Linked DNA regions of Rattus norvegicus: region 1 is linked to region 2. Evidence: chromatin contacts called from public Hi-C data. All regions are on one chromosome and are shown on one strand. Each heading gives the region's core, a stretch centred on a gene start, on an enhancer-like site or on the middle of the called end of the contact. The rest is flanking DNA. Distances are from core to core; before and after follow the strand shown.

Region 1 (6,547 bases), core at 3,908-6,407, 1.2 Mb before region 2:
ACATTTTCAGTGACACTTGTAACTCAGTCATAAAATACACGTCCCTCTCTCAGGCTAGAAGTAGAGCCATTGTCTGGGACTCTGCATGTCTGAAACCAAAAGCATATGTTCTCTGTAATTTAGCTCCTTGAGCAAAGTGTCAATTCTGCAGTGACTTGGGGTAACTGAGTTTGTCACAGTGTCACACAAGCCTGCGATTCTAGAGGCACTTCTAAGCGCTGTTGGGTTTCCTTCCCCAAACTCGATAATCTTATAAACAGCCCTCTCCAAATAGGCTTATTAAGGCTGTCCATTCATGTCCCCATCAGGAGCACCGTGTGAATGCCCGGCAAGTGTTAACAGAAGAGGTACCGAGTTTCTGAAGATTTCCCTTTGTTTATACAGTCCACTCTGCCTGACAGACAGCTTGTTATAGCTTTTAAAGAACTGGGCAAACCCTCTGATCTGACCCCTTCTTGACCTCCGCAGCCCAGAGGTCAGTCTGCAGCTAATAAAATCCAAAGCTCTTAGGGTCTACTGTAGAAGCAGGCAGAAGAAAGAGCAGCTGCAAGGACTGAATATCCCAGGATCGGCTGCTTTGGGGTCACTGTCTGATAATGAAAATGATTACCAAATTATATGGAAGTTTAACCGCAATAGTGCGAGAGAGGAGGGCGGAGCCCAGCGTATTAGGTTTGATAAATGAACTGTGAAGAGGCCCATCTGGCTCTCCGCATCCTTCCTCCCCCTCGTTCCCTACCAAGGGGAACATTTTAGAATAACAGCAGTACACATAGACTCAATGACCCATGCACGGAGCTGCAGCGGATTGAGATTTAATGGTGGCAGTGCAAGGGATTATCATTTGAAAAGTACACCAAAGAAAAGGTACAGTCCAGTGTCCCTGCCTGACTTGTTTTTCTAGATAAATATCTAAAAACCAGCGCCCCGGCTTACTTTGTACATTCCCCAGGATATCACCTGGACTACTGAAAATGCGGAGGTGTTTATGGTGTAATTACCCACGTTAAGCTTCCGGGATGAAGCGGCCCCCTTTGCCTTGAACATGTCAGAAGGAGCACCCAACATTTTGTTCCTGCTTGCTCGGTTCCAGTGATGGAGGCTAATGAAAATGTTTTGCAAAAAAGTGGGGGAGGGTATCCATTTGAGTGTCTGACCCGCCCGAGTAGTGTCACAGCCCTGGGTCTCTGTGTGGCTCACGGGCACTGTTGTATTCCAGCCAAGACCTGGCAGTTTTTCCTGAAGAGATGCACTGTTTATCCAGCGAGTAAAGTTTGTTCCCCAGTATTCATTCCACAAACACAGAGTGCCCTGCGTCAGTGCGATGCTGGACACCACACAGCTCTGTCCTTTTCTGCAAAGATGACAGTCACCTCATGACTCTGCTTTCTGAGACAAGAACAGTTTTACTTAGCAAACATCTGTGTGTGTATGTGTGTGTGTGTATGTAGTGTGTGTGTGTAGTGTGTGTGTGCATGTGTGTGTGTATAGTGTGTGTGCGTGTGCGTGTCACCTCATGACTCTGCTTTCTGAGACAAGAACAGTTTTACTTAGCAAGCATCTGTGTGTGTGTGCGTGTGTGTATGTAGTGTGTGTGTGTGTGCGTGTGTGTATGTGCGCGTGTGTATGTGCGCGTGTGTGTGTAGTGTGTGTGTATGTGCGTGTGTGTGTGCATGTGTGTATGTAGTGTATGTGTGTGTGTAGTGTGTGTGTGTAGTGTGTGTATGTAGTGTGTGTGTAGTGTGTGTGTGTAGTGTGTGTATGTAGTGTGTGTGTAGTGTGTGTGTGTAGTGTGTGTATGTAGTGTGTGTGTAGTGTGTGTGTGTGTGTGTGTGTGTAGTATGCTTCACAATGCTGTGTCTGTGAGACCCTGCTCTACAGCCAGTTCCATGGGCATGGGGACATCACAGGTTACTAGAGAGGCAGTGAAAGGCAGTCACGGGTAGTATGGAGCTGCTCTGTGCGACCTGCTCAGCTAGCGTGTGACCATAGCAGTCTTAAAAGACTAGCATGCGGTGGCATTGAAAGCCCTGACTCTGAGCTGTATCGTCTGGATAACAGAAGCCTCCCCTAGACTGTAATTATATTGAAATAGAAACAAAGGCTACTAAATGTCACCCAAACCTGTACGTCTCTGGATTTGACTTGACTGTGTACTGGGGAGGAAGGTATGCAGGGAGGGATGGGAAGGCTCGGGCCGCCCACTGAATGCTTGAGAGTGAACAGCGCTGCCCATTGGCAGGCACTGCCTTAACTTGTTGCTGAATGAGGAGGAAGCACAGCCATGAGAGCAAGGTCATCCATGGGGGGGGGGGGTTAAAGCTGGAGATATAACCCAAAGAGAATAACATGGCATCTGACCCAAAAGCCACTGTTATGAAGCACACGGGGAGTGATGGTTCAAGGCTGCGCAGGCCTCACACTGTCTAGTCACAGCACACCCCCTACCCAAAGCAAAGCCCCGCTGTCTGAACTAACCACTCTCAATTTCCCCTTTCCTTACAGTCATTGGCAAATACTAATTTCTTTCTGTATCTAAAAATTGGCCTGTTATGAACGATTTTATAAATAAACACAATTTTTTTCTGTGTAGCCTAATATCGGGTTATCCATGTCATGACATGTAAGTACTCTATTCTTCCTGGTGTTGAATGATATTTCATCTTATGATTATGCCTTATTTTACTTACTAAGTTATCAGCTGTCGGACATCTGGTTGTTTACTTTGGGACTCTTATGAATAACACACCTCTGAGTATTCATGTGCATATTCTGGCAGGTTATGAAAAGGCATAGCATAGCTCTGGTTCAATAGCAGGCATTCTTAGCATGTGCAAGGTCTGGGATTCAATCTCCCATAACAGACTCATGCACACGTATGTGTATGCACATATGCATGTGTAGGTGTGTACATGTGTGCACACATACTGAGTGATATTTCTTCTCTATTGACTTGACTCAGTGTTCATATTTATTTCTCTATCACAGGATAAGCAAAGTATCTGTCAGCTTGTCTGACACTTAGAACACCTGCAGCCAGAATCGTTGTAGCATTTAATAGTCTCTTCCATTGCAATAATGTCCCATCCCAGCAAGGGGCCTAGACAGTGTTCGTGATGTGTGCCCGGCATCTGCCAAGGCACCTGGCATTCCAACGGACTGCATGAAATCTGTCCCAGTCTATCCCTGTGCTTCTGAGTATTTTGTGTTTTTTTGTTGTGCCTTTATTGCTGTTGCTTGTCATTAACCTTGCTGAGTTGGAACCTTGAACATAGAAGGAGGTCTAATATTGGGGATGAATGGGAGTTATTTCTCTGACCTTGTCAAGGGCAGAACACTTACAGCTGGAAAGATGGTGAGATCTTGAACCCAAAGCTTTGGACATAGGCTAGTTGGGAAAGAAGACACTGAGGACTCTGCCAGGATCAAGACAAAAAAACACAGTCTCATTCTTGAGCCAGTCATTCCTAACTTCCCTGCCTTGAGTGGAAGAGAAGTAGGTCCTGGTGAGAAGATGGCGCGTCAGGGAGGTTGGGTCAGGCTCAAAAGGCCACTCAAAGGCTGTGTCTCTGAATGAGGTTTGAGTTTAGTCCATTGGGGCCACTCCTGTGGCTTCAGGTCTGTCTCGGCTGCTCTGGGCAGCTACCTTGTCCTAGTTTCCTACTGCTATCCTGAGCCTAGGTGACATCCCATTTGGGCCACAACTCACTTCCAGTTGTGCTAGCAGTATGTGTAGTTATTAGCCCTCGGGTACCCTGAGAGGTGGAGACACTCACCTACTGAGATCCACTGTGACCGTGTCATCTGACTACGTCTGATGATGCCCTTCATGCTCCAGAGAGTGGCTGATTCTTTGGACAGCTAGCTAGCTGGGCACTAGGAGTTTTAGCATGAGTTTGTAAGTCACTATACTTTGCCAAAGATGAATCAGGACGGCACTAGGAATACACAAGGGAGGCTTGAGAAGCTGGGAGGCACTGGCCTACCAAGAGCCATTGGTTATGTTGTTGTTGTTGTTGTTGTTGTTAGTTTTTTCTTTAGTGTGTCTGTCCTTCTCCTGTCTCTGGTCTCTCCCACCCTCAGCAAAAGAACATCCTTGGTGTCCTTGAACCGGATTACTCCATAAAACTGATAACGCCATCAAGCCCCTCATAAATGTAGGGATTAGAACATTATATTCAAGGAGAGTAAGGACTGATGTTACCTTCTGTCCAAGAGGCAGCAGCTGACCTTTAGGTGGGCAGTGGTGTTGTTATTACTGCCATTGTTACTATCATTGGAACAGCTTTACGGGGACAGAAGCCAATTGGCTTCTGCATATCTTACTTATAAAATCAACGTGTGGGCCGGCGAGCTGGAGCTCTGCCAGGCTGCTGATTATGATGAGTCGTTGGCTGATCTTCTGGACAGTACTTCTTAACTTGTGTGAGAAAAGAGTTACTCACTCATCGGCTTATTCAGCAGGTATTTCCTGGGGGGCTGCTGTTCTCCAAGCCCTGCTCCAGGCTTTGGAAAGACAGCCGTGGGCATAACTGAAGAGCTGCCTCCTCCTTACGGAGAGCTTCTCCTCTCCTTGGGGGTGGGAGGGTGGTAGGCACTGTTTACCCTGGGCGAGCCTGCATAGTGTGTCTGTAAAATGCACAGAGCTGAGTAAACAGCTCTCAACAGATCTGAACCAAAGCCATCCCGTTCAGTTTAAAGATAGCAAATTGTCCTGTCTGGGCTTCCCCATACGTGGTCACTTGAGATGACTCTTTCCTTTGTAGTTGTAGAGGCCCCCAGAGAACAGCAGTATCCTCAGGAGCACCGGCCCAGGGATTCCACACTAATTGTCACTTACCTGCTCCCTGGCTACAGCTTACTTTCCCAGACATTTGCCACCTTTTAACACCTTCACTCTAAGAAAGGTTTAAGTTGAGTCCAAGTGTTGTATTGGGAAATCCCCCTGAAGAGAGCACTTGTAAAACCACACCTGTGACATAGGTGTTGGGGATTATGGGTGACAATGGGCTGTCCTTTATCAATGGTTGTTATTGTTGCTGTGACTGGTGTGAGTCACTTGTCGGTTCTGTAAATATTTACTGAGTTCCTAGCTGGTACTGTCCTAGACCCTGGGGCAGCAGTGATGAGTAACCCCTGATTAGAAGGGGATTGTGTAACACAGAGCAACAAATACACAGAAAGAGAATGAGTCACAACTTCATGGAAACCCGGGTCCCAGAGAGGAAAGATGGGGATTCTCCTCAGGTGCTCTAGAGTGACTCACAGTAAGCCGGCCTCTGTGAGGATTACCCATCCTCTGCAACACCGTGCTGGCTGCTGGTTGGTAAATAAACTGCCCACCCTTGAGAATAAGCAGGAAGGAAAGAAAACCATGTTTAATATGGTATAGGGCTTTGGATAGAACCTTGCATGAGATTCCTCATTCTCAGTTTTGAATGTAGGACAAAGCAGGTTTTTTTCCTAGAGCAAATTGTGTGACGATGACATAGTGGTTGTCCATGTAGGATCCAAATCATACCGTCGGGGCTTGAACTTGGCTCCACTTCCTAACTCTAGGAAAGGCACAACTGAAGATCGTACTAGACATGTTACTCAGCTTCCTCTGAACCTCACTTCTTCTGTTAGTAATTTACCTGGGGATAATGGTGGGACCTACTGTAAAACACCTAGGACAAAAACCCGACACACATGAGGTACTCCGTAAGGTCATCCTCATCATAGGTCAGGTGGAAGTTTGAATGCGAATGACCCTCGTAGGCTTGTGTGTTTGAATGTCTCATTCCCAGTTGTTCTGGAAGGATTAAGAGGTGAGGCCTTGGAAGAGATGTGGTCTTGGAGGAGGTGTGACCTTGTCAGGGAAGGTAGGGTAGATCTGGAGGTTTCAAAAGACCCTTGCCAGGTTCAGTCTGTATGGCTCCTCCTCAAGGATCAAATGCCCAGCTCTCAGTTACTGCACCAGCACCATGTCTTCCTGCCATGTTGATCCTGGAGTCATGTACCTCCAGTTTAAACGCTCTCTCCTATAAGTTGCCTTGGCCATGATGGTGTCTTCTCACGGCAATAGAATAGGGTCCAGATGGACCAAAAGAACAAAGTGAAGAATGAACGCAGTCCGTCTTTCAAACTGCCCTCTCCTTTGACAAAGTGTCTTGATGCCAAGTCCCACTTGATGCCAGCAAGTACCCAGACCTGGTACTGCTGAATGGGGTTTGGAGAGGAAGCCTAACCTGGGCTAGTTCTTCTCTGGGCTTGGGCTAGGTATTCTTACCTATAATTGACAGATGTACGTATGGCTCCAAGCTTCCTTAGCATCTGGGCGTAAAAATCTAGGCAGTCCACAGGCATTTTGGATCAATTCAACTTCACCTAAAATACAGCGTCTTGATCCACATGACCTCCAGGCAGAGGGCATCCTCCAGCCTGGGTCAAAGATCCTCAAGAGCAGCAATCATGGACATGGCTTTCTCCGTTCTTTCCTTAAAATCTGGGGTGGAGCCACTGTTAGCCCTAGTGACAGCCAGAACTAGCTGAGAACTTCTGAAGC
Region 2 (6,028 bases), core at 576-3,075:
GGGCAGAAGATGCCGTTGGCAACCCCAGAAAGCTTACCAGTGTTGGGCTTTGGGATGGCAGCCACCTCCACTGGTTGATGTGCCTGCTGTTGGATTCATTAAGTGGATGTTTTCTTGTCACTCCAGGTTTACGCAAAGACTAGACACACTGTAACGGGCAGTGATGTGTAGTATTACACCCCGTACTCCCAAAAGCCTCGTCATCGGCGGGATTCAGTTGATTTCTATTTAAAATACACAAAAACCATGTTTGTTTTCCCTCTAAGCAGCTTCCTTGCTAAGTGCTCTCTACCGGAAGGGACAGAGGAAGGTGGGTCACACTTTCTTCAGCCCCCTTCTCTCTACAGGAGAGACGAGTGTGGGGTCCCTCAGTTTGAGTGGATGTTCAGCCGGGTTTTTTTTTTGTTGTTGTTGTTGTTGTTGTTGTTGTTGTTGTTGTTGTTGTTGTTCCTAACAGGTAGTTTTACAGCAACAGTTTAATAACTTCAGTAGCAACACCCTGGGGTGCCCCCATTTCAGCAGAAGAATATGCAAACACTATGTGGGCTTTCCAGCTTGGAAAAAAGAGGGGGAGGGGGCAACTGTCTTTCCTTCTCTGCAATTCACCTCACTCCTAAGTGTCCACCTGTGTTCAGGGCACCAAGTCACACTTCCCTGGCGTGCACGAAGGACAAGGTGTCTGCTTCCCCTTCCAATTGCTTGGCCTTCAATCAGCGTCACCATAAATGTGATCTATGAATGTTAAATCCAAATATTTTATTGGTGCAGATAAATATGATTTGTAAAAAGAGTCAAATTAACAATCCATTACATACTAATGGGCTCTAATCAATAAGTTTAATTTGACTAAAAGGAGAGGGGCGGAGGAGAAAAGAGACTCGATTACACCCAAATGGTGCAATTTGAAATTAGAAAGGTGAATGACTTCTATAACTTTTGAGCTGTATTCTGGCTGGGGTTTTAGACCTAAGGTTTGAGCCATATTCAAAGTGGCCTGTATATACATCAGGTTATTTTTTCCTAGAAAACATATTGCTTTAAATATAAAAAGTGTGAAGTCATAAAAATGCAAGTTCCCTAGTCATATTTGCCTTGGCTTATTTTGGTAAGAAATAAAACAATAAAACATAAGAGGAATAAACTTTACATCCAGATTCTTTTTTGTTCAGATTCTTTTTTTTTTTTTTTTCCGGAGCTGGGGACCGAACCCAGGGCCTTGCTAGGAACGCGCTCTACCACTGAGCTAAATCCCCAAACCCCTCTTGTTCAGATTCTTAACCTTCTTCTCTTCCTTCCCCAGCGCCTGGACTGCCTTCTAGCTTCTGATTCTATGTTTTCCTGGTGCACCCAGTCATAGCCAATGCCTAACACCCACATGCGCCTCCATGGTTCTCCAATTTGCCTTTTCTACTTGACAATCTAATTTATTTGTTTCAACTGTGTTCTGATAGTCCATCACAGGACCTGATTCCGAAGTTCTACCCTTTTCTGTCTCCTCCCCTGGTAGAATGAGTCAGTCACGTTATTGTTACTCTTCTGGAACCAATTGGGAAAAAGTGTTCCGGTCTCTGAAGCAAACGGCCACAGCTTCCCCTGTAGGAAAGGTCTGCTCCTCTGCCACAGGGCTCAGCCACAGAAAGTATCCCTCTGTGTGAGCTGCCTTTACATCTCACAGCACAGCATAGCTCGAGCTGGCAAGAGCTGCAGCGCATAGCCCATGGCCTCCTTGGGCTCTCCTTTTCCTTCTCGCAGCCTACAGAAACAGACGGCTTGCTGGGGCTTCTGCCTTTCCAGACACGGTGCCTGCCGTATCCTGGTGTCAGCCTGCTCCCTAGCGTCGTGGACTGGGTCTAGCACTTGACGGAAGCTGCAGCCGCAGCAACACTGACCAACCCAGGCTGTTGCACCTCTTTCTGCGGAGCAGGAAGCAGCTCCCAGCGCGAGCTCCAGCCGGCTCTCAGACATAAGAGGAATAAAGCCCCGGAGGACTATCTCACCCTCTCTGGGTGGCAAGGAAATCTCAATTATACACCCAAGGGATGTGGTTTATGAAAAACTAGAAAGAATGTCTCAATTGTATACGTAAATTGTTTTGTTTTACAAGCTGGGGTAAATCAGCACATTTGCAGTCCTTATTTATCTGATCCACTCCATAAGTCTCCTTTTGAACGGGTGCCATTGATGTGGGGTGGGTGCCTATGCAAAACACAACCGGCGGGGCCTAAATTCAATTAGGGCATTAGGAGGGAAAATGGAAATTTGGCTTTGGGGTTAGGCATGACTGCTGAGAACTTCTCGGAGTTGGAATCGTTCTTCTTCGGCTGTAACTAAAGATTAAAATCGAAGGGTAAAAGTCTCCCGGGGATGCCGTGGAGTAGCCAGAACCCAGATTTGAGTGAGGCCTTTAAAGACGAAGATGGGAAATGAAATGCACTCCTTTGACACGAGATGCTCTCTAACACACACACACACACACACACACACACACACACACACACACTAAAAATAAAAACAAAAACCTCTGTGTAACCCCCAACATACTGAACATTTTACTGAACTGGGATTGTCTATGCTTTCCCTTCCCATGCTCCTGTTAAAAAAAAAAAAGGAAAAAAAAAGATAAAAAGATATGATTCTGTGAACTTAAACTATACATTGGGGGAAAAAAACCACTCCGAAAAAGCAATATTTAAAAACAGAGTGTTTTATCTTTATCCAACTCTTAGCTGAAGAATACAGCCCCAGGGATTTGGGTGATTAAAAAAAAGGGGGGTGTGTTTAAATTGCATATATAAACTCTTTTGTTTTACGAGCTGGAGCAAATCACGGACAGGTTGTGGTGATCAGAAAAGTTTGAGTTGGTGCGGGAGCCCAGGCAGGAGTAATCTCCTGGCTTTGAGGCTTTGAGGGTGGGCTGTTGAACTCTAATCGCTGATAAGAGCCGTCTAGTGGCCGAGCCACTCCACTCGGTATCGATAAGGCATTTACTCTTAGAAAGCCCCTCACTCTTGCCAGCACTTACGGAGAGATAATTAATAGTCCCCTGAGTTATAGATTCCGAGCCAAAGGTAACAGTACATAATGGAAGCCAAGGTCACCCAAATACAGAAGCTTCTGCAACAAAAGGGATTAGTGGTGCAATTACCATCCTGTTGGGAAGATCTTGTAAGTTTTCATCATTTTAATTCTTAAATCTTCCTCTTGCCACTGGAGTTCCAATTCTCTGATTTATGACGGGAAATAAAAGCTCTCCTGAACCATACAAAAGGCTTCTCTTTGGGTCGTTCCAGATGGCTTCTAGGAAGCCAAAAGATAGAGAAAGGAGAAAGACAAACCTGTGGCCAGCAGCCCTTCAAAGCCCCCTCCCCCACTAGCCTGCCAAGCCTTCTCTTGAATGCCCTTGGGCAGTATCATGTATATCAAAATATACTCATGTTCCACACTGCCTATAATTTTTTTGGCTGTTAAAAATACAATATCTCTAGTTTTGTATGTAACAATATTATTTATTTTTAGTTGTTGCTATTCTTTCCTGCCTTTGGGGCTGATGGCTTCCTGCCCTGACTTGGCACCCTAGGTCTTGTGGAATTTGAAGGGCCTTGAAAAGTTTCAGTGTCTTGCGTTTGTGTTGCCAATGGAGACCGGCAAAGTCCGCAGTTTGCTGAGCTGCTGCACCTCCTCCAGCTGAACACAGGAGCATAGTTCCAAGCACAATTGTTGAGGGCCTAAATTTGTTCCTGCTGGGCAAAGCTCTCCTTTCCTGTCATTAAAACACACACGTGCATACACACACACACACACACACACACACACACACACACACACACACACACACGAAATACTCAAGTACATGCTGAAAAGAGTTTTTTGCTTTGTTTTAAGTAAAGCACTCGGGTCTAAAGAGTGTAATAAGTTTAATAGGATATCCTTCGGGGAGCGAGCGAATCGGAAGCCGCACCCGATACTTGGGTGAGCCGTAAGGGCGGTGACAGCCAGCATCATTCAACACCTCCTGAAATGGCTGCCAACTAACAGCCCTCCTTTTGATGATCAGATGGGCTGCCTGTCTCCCCGCTCGGGACAAAAGAGCAAGCAGACACAATCATCTTTTGAGAAGGATGGCATCGCCATTGTCTGCATAGCAGGACTGTAATTAAGCACCAGAAATAGGTCAGCTGAGAAGGGACAAAGAGAAAGGAAGGCCAGGATGGTGAGCGGCAAAGATAGTGACTGACCTGAGTCCCCGCACAAATGAGGTCATCCTGGGAAAGGGTGCAGCTGGACAGAGAACACAGGAAGCAGGCCTTGGCGGCCCAAGTGAGGGATTTAGTGTCCAGACTCCAGATCGTGGCTTCCTCTTCCAGGAAGATCTCAGGGTTGCCTCTGGAGAGAATTAGTCACTCATCAAATAGTTCCTTAGCACTTGTGAGAGGGTTTGAGCATGAAGCTCAAACAGCCACTGGAAGCAGCCGTGTATATATTCTTGAGGGCCTTGCTTTCTTGACCTTTCAATTCCTGCCCCAACTTAAAATACACACCAGTAGTAATAACATGCACTTCATCAGTGTGCGTGGGACTGAGCGACAGGCCAGGTGGGGCAGGGCACACAATCACCTGCTGACCTCAGCGCAGGCCCTTCCACTTCTTGAAAGCTTGCTAGATGAGGGCTATTTCTCACCCTCTCCTCCGGAGTAGTTCAGAAGGAGGGATGCCACTATATTTCACTATATTTTAATCAGGTTTTGATGTTCCTCCTTTTGTGAGCCCCCCATACAATTTTTCTCTCTAGGATTAGAAGAAACCAAAATTCACTTTTCAGCCAGCAGATCCCTTGCCTGAAATTAAGGACACTGATTATTCAAATGACTAAGTGAGTGAATGAAAGTTACTGACACTTGGAAGGGCTCCGTGGGTTGTGAATCTTTTGTTTGTTTGTTTGTTTTTGTGCTAAAGGTGTGTTCACTATTTTTGCTTGTGTGTGTGTGTGTGTGTGTGTGTGTGTGTGTGTGTGTACGAGTTCATGATCACCATGTTCATGCAGGTGATGGAGGAGGTCAGGAGGTATCCTCTAGGATTAGAATTAGGTGTGTTAGCCACCCAGTGTTGACGCTGGGCTCTGAACCTAGGTGCTCTGCCCAGTAGTAGGTGCTCTTAGCTGTTGAGCCATCTCTCCAGCCAGCCATGGGTTTTCAGCAGAGTACGTTTGTCACAGAGTCTTGTTGTGTAGCCCAGGGTAGCCTGAAACTCACATCCAGGGCACATTGTTGTTATTATAGGGTCATAGGCATGTATCCAGCCCCAACATGTCTTGAAGTGCATTCGAGGACTTAATCTGCCATGAGAGTCTTGCTCCACTCTTAGCTGTGTTCCTTGGCTATTTTTAGACCTTTCACGAGCCAAATCATAGAGCCTCAGGGTAGCTGGAAACTGAGGCCCAGAAACAACAAGGGACATGCTTAAGGTTGTACAAGCAAACAGAACAGGAACTAACAGGAACTCCGTACAGTGATCGGCCTCTGCTTTTCAGGGACATCGGCTCAGAACCCACACCCCATTGAGCATGAAATCACAGTGATGGCCTGGCAAACAGAGACCTCCAGTTCTCTTCATAGACCCTGCTCTGCAGCCCACCCATGGCAACCCGTGTTGCAGAAAGCTCTCGCCTCTTGCTGTCAGCCCTGTAGCCAAGAGGAGAGGATTGAGCTGTGAGTGGGCACAGCTTTTTCATTTCGTCTCTCAGGTAGGTACAGTACCATCCATCTATCTACGAGGGAGCTCTGTGATGGAGCAGTCTAAGCAGAGAGCTTATCACAATGCCTGGTATGCAATTGATCCTCAAACAAGTAACAGCCGTGATTGCTATTATAAGCTAGTCTCAAACTTGTATCCTCCTGTCTCAGCTTCCTGAGTACTGGGAATACAGACACACACCGCCAGGCCTGGTTAACACCATGATTGAAAATGCATGTGTGTATATATGTATGTATGTATGTATGTATGTATGTATGTATGTATGTATGTATGTATA

What was found. Hi-C and Micro-C count contacts between places; a contact is called where the count stands out from the background.
Region 1: a contact with region 2 is called in a Hi-C map of Schwann cells, with 11 times the contacts expected there. The contact joins two enhancer-like sites. A contact is called at or near these places in 2 of 12 Hi-C or Micro-C datasets (Schwann cells and mammary epithelial cells).

What each region holds. Positions count from the first base shown.
Region 1 is chr19:31,655,436-31,661,982 of GRCr8, reverse strand. All of the region lies in intron 8 of Fto (FTO, alpha-ketoglutarate dependent dioxygenase), which reads left to right. Among named protein-coding and RNA genes, the nearest start is that of Fto, 210 kb to the left of the region's middle. Within about 2 kb of position 5,157, at least 11 of the 93 cell types and tissues checked have an H3K27ac peak or open chromatin away from gene starts, as enhancers often do.
Region 2 is chr19:30,451,453-30,457,480 of GRCr8, reverse strand. No RefSeq gene overlaps it. Among named protein-coding and RNA genes, the nearest start is that of Irx6, 55 kb to the left of the region's middle. Within about 2 kb of position 1,825, at least 40 of the 93 cell types and tissues checked have an H3K27ac peak or open chromatin away from gene starts, as enhancers often do.